2 separate regions of the Canis lupus genome follow, and region 1 is linked to region 2. Evidence: chromatin contacts called from public Hi-C data. All regions are on one chromosome and are shown on one strand. The core of a region is the stretch at or near the end of the contact, and the rest is flanking DNA. Distances in the headings are between cores, read along the strand shown. Region 1 overlaps TBC1D14 (TBC1 domain family member 14). Region 2 holds the start of TBC1D14 (TBC1 domain family member 14).

Region 1 (3,029 bases), core at 229-2,728, 62 kb before region 2:
GAGCAGATACAGTGTTTACTGAATTCCTCCTGGAATGCTTCTGTAGGTTTAGAGTTTTTCTTCACAAGCAAAAGAGCCTATGTGATGGCTGGTGACTGTCCTTCAGATCTTGTCATAAATGGCCACCGGCTCAGAAGCACCCCCTGCCCTGCCCACTGGAGCCAGAACAAGGCCCTGTCATTCTCTCCCAGTGTCAGTGTCCATTTGCTTCCAGAACTAATCACATTTGTAATTACATGATTATATGATTAAGATGCATTTTCCTCAAGGGACAATGAAACCTCTCAGAGAGGGGACTCCGGTAGTCTCTTCACCACCAAAGGCCAATGAAATACATGCCACCTCCTTTCTTCCCTCCTATCCATCCACCCACCCAAGCACTTCTGGTGTTTGGCCCTGGGAATAAAGATGAACAAAGTCCCTGCCCTGGCATCACTCACAACCAGCAAGCTGATAACTGCTCTACTACAGGAGAGCTTAAGAAATCCCCCAGGTTTCCAGAGCCCCCAGAGGCAGTTGATCGGCCGGTGGGGTTACCTCTGGCTTTCTGGAAGCAGTTCCTGGAGCCATAGAGGGCTAACCCTGTATAGCTCTGTTCTCACAGATGAGTGGGTTCTCAGCTCTCCACACCTCCTACAACACCTAAGGCCACACACAAGTTAGAAATCAGCCAACCTCAGCCCACAGTCTCACCAAATTTAAATACCAGAGAGATATGCGTTAAGCATGTGTTAAATACGCATTAAAATATGCTTACCAAAACCCGCTGCTTATCTCTTCTGGCAGATTGTAGCCTGCAAGTGACTTTAACGGGTTTCATTTGCATTATTTTAGAATTGAGGACCACTCACAAAGTTTTAACTATATATTATACCATGTGATAACAGGTTGACTTTTACTAAATTTTGAAACTTAAAGCAAAAATCAGAAGTTAACAGAGCCTTTTCTCCATCTCAGTGTGGCTTTAGGTGGCTCATATCCACCTCATCCACCAGTAAAGAGCCCTTCCTCCTGAAGTTTTTGGAGTTAACCAGAGTTCATTCCCAGGCTTCTTGTATCTCTACCAGCACAGGGCATTTGCTTATTTGATTAATCTATAACATTGTCTTTATCCTCTGAGGTCAAGGAGGTAAGACTAATTCATTTGTTCAATGCAGCATTCTAGCAGATGCTGACAAACCCAACCCTGCTCAAGATCACTGGATCTCATGGGGATCAAAAGGTCACTGAAGAAAGAACTTCCCAGTCCTGGGGACTGGTTAAGTAAATCATGCTATACAGAAGACCATGACTTAGTGAGTAAAAAATGAGATCATGAAAGAATATTTAAGGACATGGGAAAATGCCTATGTTCTCATAAAAACAGGAAGAAAAACATCTACAAAGTAGTATGTTTTGAATTCTGACACTCATTCATCCACTTAACAAACATGTATTAACCACCCACTAAAACTTGGCACTGTTCCAGGCCCCACAGATAAAGCAATCATCGAGCAAACAAGCCCCAAACCTTGTTCTCGTAAATCTGTAGTCTAGCAGGGATTGAGAGGCAGGCAGTGACAAACAACTGAGCAAGAACTTAAGACAGGAAATACCAGAGTAGTGTGACAGTAAGAACCAATACAGGTGTGGTGGGTGGTCATTCAGGCAGGGAGGGCAGGGAAGATGTCTCAGCTCAGAACACCATCTTAGAGGGAGCACTAAGCTAAGACCCTGTGAGTCCCATTTAGCCTTAACGATGCCAAGAGGTAGGGACCGGGCTAGGCTGAGTGATGGCTCCCACATAAAGCCGTGTCAGAATCCCCAGGACCTGTGAATGTTACCTTCTATGACAGAAAGGACTTGCAGATGTGATTAAGGTGATGGGGAGATTATCCTGGATTATCAAAATGACCACATGCGTCCTGAAGTGTGGATGCAGAGGGAGATGGGACTACGGAAGGGAACACCACATGTCCATAGTGACAGACGTTGGTGAGGCAGCCACAGGCCAAGGAATGCCAGCAGCCTCCAGAAGCTGGAAAGGAAAGAAGAGACTCTCCCCTAGAGCTTCTAGAAAGACTAGCCTTGCCAACACCTTGATTTTAGCCTGGAAGATGCATTTCAGACTTCTTACCTCCAAAGCTATAGGATAATAAATGTGTGCAGTTTCAAGCCAAGTCTCTGACACTTTGTTATAGCAGCCCCATGACACTAACTCAGGCAGTGCCAGCATCATCCATTCCCCGGCCTCCTTGTCACCAGACACAGCCCCTGAAGCTCTGAGTGGCCTCTTTGGGTAGGCAGCAGATGGCAGGGCAGGATCTGAACCCAGGTCATTGGACTCCAGAGCCTCTTACTGCCAACTTCTCTGATGTGCTGCCTCTGAACTAAGGTTTCAATTTCCTACAACAGTGCTCCTTTCACGGGCCTTAGGCCACATTAGCGATGGGACACAGGTGTAAGACCAAGGAACAAATGCAGCACTTGCCTATGACCTCCGGGAACATCATGGGTAGTTTTTAGCGCCAATGCCAAGGCCCCATCCAAAGTGCTTCCACACTGACAAAGATGTTTTTTATTTTATTTTATTTTTTTTATGATAGTCACACAGAGAGAGAGAGAGGGAGGCAGAGACACAGGCAGAGGGAGAAGCAGGCTCCATGCACCGGGAGCCCGACGTGGGATTCGATCCCGGGTCTCCAGGATCACACCCTGGGCCAAAGGCAGGCGCCAAACCGCTGCGCCACCCAGGGATCCCGATGTTTTTTAAAAAGTAACACTCGGAGTTCAAGCTAGACAAGCCGCACACAAGGAATGTGGAAACTGCCTCGCCCCCTCCACAATCTGAGGTCTCTGAGTCCTACACAGCCATCTATGAAGAAGCACAGTGCACTGGGCTCTGTATTCTACACTGGACACCTAAAACAAGTCAGGACATCTAAGGTGGGTCAGTTGGTTAAGTGTCTGCCTTTGGCTCAGGTCATGATTCCAGGGTCCTGGGATCAAATCCAGCATCAGGCTCCCTGTTTGGTGGGGAATCTGGTTCT
Region 2 (2,868 bases), core at 363-2,862:
CCAGGCCTCCTGCTTCCTGAGGCTTCCACATCATGGCCTCACCCCCGCAGCTTCCTCCTGGCAGCTCGGGGCCCAGGGAGGGCGGCCTGTGGCGCACCCCCGACACACCAGCTCCCGACACACCCGCTCAGCGCCCCGTTCCCCGCCCTGCGGGAAGGATCCCCAGGCCCCGTCTCTCCAGCCTCTCCTGCACAGAGAGGATCTGCGGCCCGGGCGAGGGGGTCTCTGAGGCCAGCGGAGTCCCTGGCCCCGGGACAGGGAGTCTGAGAACCTGGGGGTTCTGTGGTCTGGCAGCGGTTCCAAGAACCGAGGTCGGGCGCTCCGAGGGGGAGGGGAGTCGAGGGCCCCAGACGCCGGCTGCCCCCAAGCGCAGGGGTCCCTGGTCTGGAGGGTTCCCGAGGTGGGAGGGGCCGGGGGTCGGGGCCCCCCGGGATGCTGGGCAGGATCGCGGGGTGGAGAGGATCCCGGGGGTAGGGGTCCCAAAGTGGAGGGGTCTCCCGGGAGGGGGGGCTCTAGGCCCCCAAGGATGGGGTCAGAGACCTCGAGGGTAGAGGGGCCGGCGGGGCGGCGGCGCGCGCCGGGCCAGCCCCTCTCCCGCCGGGAGCCCGGTGCATCGCAGCACAAAACTTTCCGTCAAGTTCCGGAAAAGGAGCGTGTCAGCGCGCGCGCCTCTCCGAGGGCCGGCAAGCCACGCGCCCCCGGGCCCCGCGAGGTCACCGGGCCCCACGCGCTCCCCCGGTGCGGGGCGGGGAAGCGGCGGTCGCGCGGCGAAGGGTCGCCCAGCCGGGCCCCGAGCCCGCGCGCCCCGGCCCGGCCCGGCCCGGCCCGCCTCCCGCTCCCACTCCCGCCGACGCAGCAGCAGGTGGCACCGGCCCCCCTGCTTCCCTCCCTCCCGGCCCCCGCCAGACGCCCCCAGTACCGGAGTCAGCGCGGCTCCGACGCCATCCCCGGGGCCGGCGGGCGCGCAGCCCAGACCCCGGGACCCGCAACTTGCGCGACGAGGACGCGGGGCGCGCCGCAGGCGGTGGGCCGGGCGGGCAGGTGCGCGCGAGCCGCCCGCGGCCAACAGCGGCGCGCGCCCTCGCCCCGCCCCGCGCCCTCGCCCCGCCCCGCGCCCTCGCCCCGCCCCGCGCCCTCGCCCCGCTCCGCGCCCCGCGCCCCGCCCCTCGCCCCTCGCCCTCGGCTCGCCCCGCCCCCTGCCGGCGGCCGCCGCTCTTCCGCCCGGCCGCCGCCCCGCCCCCGCCCCGCCCCCTGCCGGCGGCCGCCGCTCTTCCGCCCGGCCGCCGCCCCCCGCCGCGCCGCCGCCACCGCTGCTCGCGCTCGACGTTCTCCCTGCTGCCTGCCACTCCTCAGCCGCTCGCCCGCCGCCCGCGGGTTCCGGAGCGCCGTCACCGCCCCTCTCCTCTCCCGAGGGCCCAGTGGAGCCGCGAGGGGAGGCCGGAGGGCAACTCCGGGTCCGCCCGGCCCCGGGGACACCTGCCAGGGGCCTCCGTACCTGGTCGGCTCCACCCGCGGCCATCTTGGAAGTGGGAAGCGGCCGGGAGGGGGAAGGGGCGCGAGCGGGCAGGGACCAGGCCTGGGGAGCCGAGCGGCGGAGCGCATCGATGGGCGCCCCTGGCCCCGGGCAGCTGTGCGGAGCGGCCGGCCGGCCCGGGACGTGCGGCCCGGGGGACGTGGCTTCGGCGGCCGCCCGGCCCGGCCTTAGTCTCTCGGCCTGTGAAGCGGGCCTTTCCGCCGGTTCTCCCGGGAGCAGCTGTTGTATGGTGCCTCGCGCCGGAGTTCCCACACCTGGCTGCACTTTGGTGCTGCCGAAGGATTTGGGGAATCCGACTCCGGTGCGCGTTAAATCACGGCTTCCGGAGACAGTGGGGTGCAGTGTGGGGACCCCTGGCCTCACGCTTCTGTGCGCTCTCTGGGGTCAGTAGTGCAGAAGCAGAGGCCGGGTCTGTGATAAAGCCGTGCAGCGTGGGCGATGAGGTCACGCCCCGGGCCCCAGGGCGGGACCGGAGCCGAGGGTCGGAAGCCAGCCGCCCTCCCCGACCGCCTCCCAGCGCCGCGCGGAGCCCCCGAGGGTCTAGGCTGCCGGCGCCAGGGCGGGTTTATCGTCTGGGCCTGGCACCTGGTCGGCACTTATTGTTGCGTTCTCTTCCGGGGCCGGCAAGAGCAGAGGACAAGCCTCAGTGGCTGGCACCCCGGAGCCTGAGGGCTGTCACTGGCAGAGAGCTGGATCAGCTGGATCGGAAGGAGGATTTGAACTGGGAGAGCGGTCAGGGGCCGGAGGATGGCCTCTCCTTTGCAGAAGGCATCTAGAAGCATGTGCTGGAAGATGCATTTGTTCCAGCCATGGCCATAAACCTTGTTTCTCCTGCCTGCGAGCTAGTCCTAGGGGTAAAAACTCTTAGAGCCTACTATTGGTTATGATGGCAGGAGGGGTGAGAAATTGTTAAGTGGCAGTCTCTTAAGAGAATATATTAACACCCTTTACGGTGCCTGGTGCGTAACAGAAGCTTTACAAATGCTGACTTTCCTGGGTGGTTTTCAGGAAAAATGTTGGGTCTCCTTCAAACCCCAACACCATTTCCATTTATTTTTAGAAAACACTAACAAGAAAGTACAGACTTGCTTCAGGCCTGACTTAATTAGCAGTGTAATAAATAGGATTAATAACTCTGCGTTTACAGTGTTCCTTGCACCTCCCCCAAATCCCTTCTTGCCCTCATTCTGAGTCCTAGGGTTTTAAAGCCCCACAATGACTGGGAACCATTGTTCTGAATCCAGAACCAAAAAAAAAAAAAATTATGGCCCACAGATTTACATTTGGCGCCCTCTGTCTGCCTCTTCCTCACCCTCTCCCCATCCTGCCGCCCG

What was found. Hi-C and Micro-C count contacts between places; a contact is called where the count stands out from the background.
Region 1: a contact with region 2 is called in a Hi-C map of blood, with 2.0 times the contacts expected there. The contact joins the enhancer-like site here to the promoter of TBC1D14 in region 2. A contact is called at or near these places in 3 of 9 Hi-C or Micro-C datasets (blood and liver).

What each region holds. Positions count from the first base shown.
Region 1 is chr3:59,578,515-59,581,543 of UU_Cfam_GSD_1.0, reverse strand. All of the region lies in intron 3 of TBC1D14 (TBC1 domain family member 14), which reads right to left. Among named protein-coding and RNA genes, the nearest start is that of CCDC96, 52 kb to the left of the region's middle. Within about 2 kb of position 1,478, at least 1 of the 20 cell types and tissues checked has an H3K27ac peak or open chromatin away from gene starts, as enhancers often do. A contact at or near this core is called in blood, where this site is marked.
Region 2 is chr3:59,516,501-59,519,368 of UU_Cfam_GSD_1.0, reverse strand. TBC1D14 (TBC1 domain family member 14) reads right to left here and starts at 1,612. Exons shown (of 14, transcript XM_038533087.1): 1 at 1,496-1,612.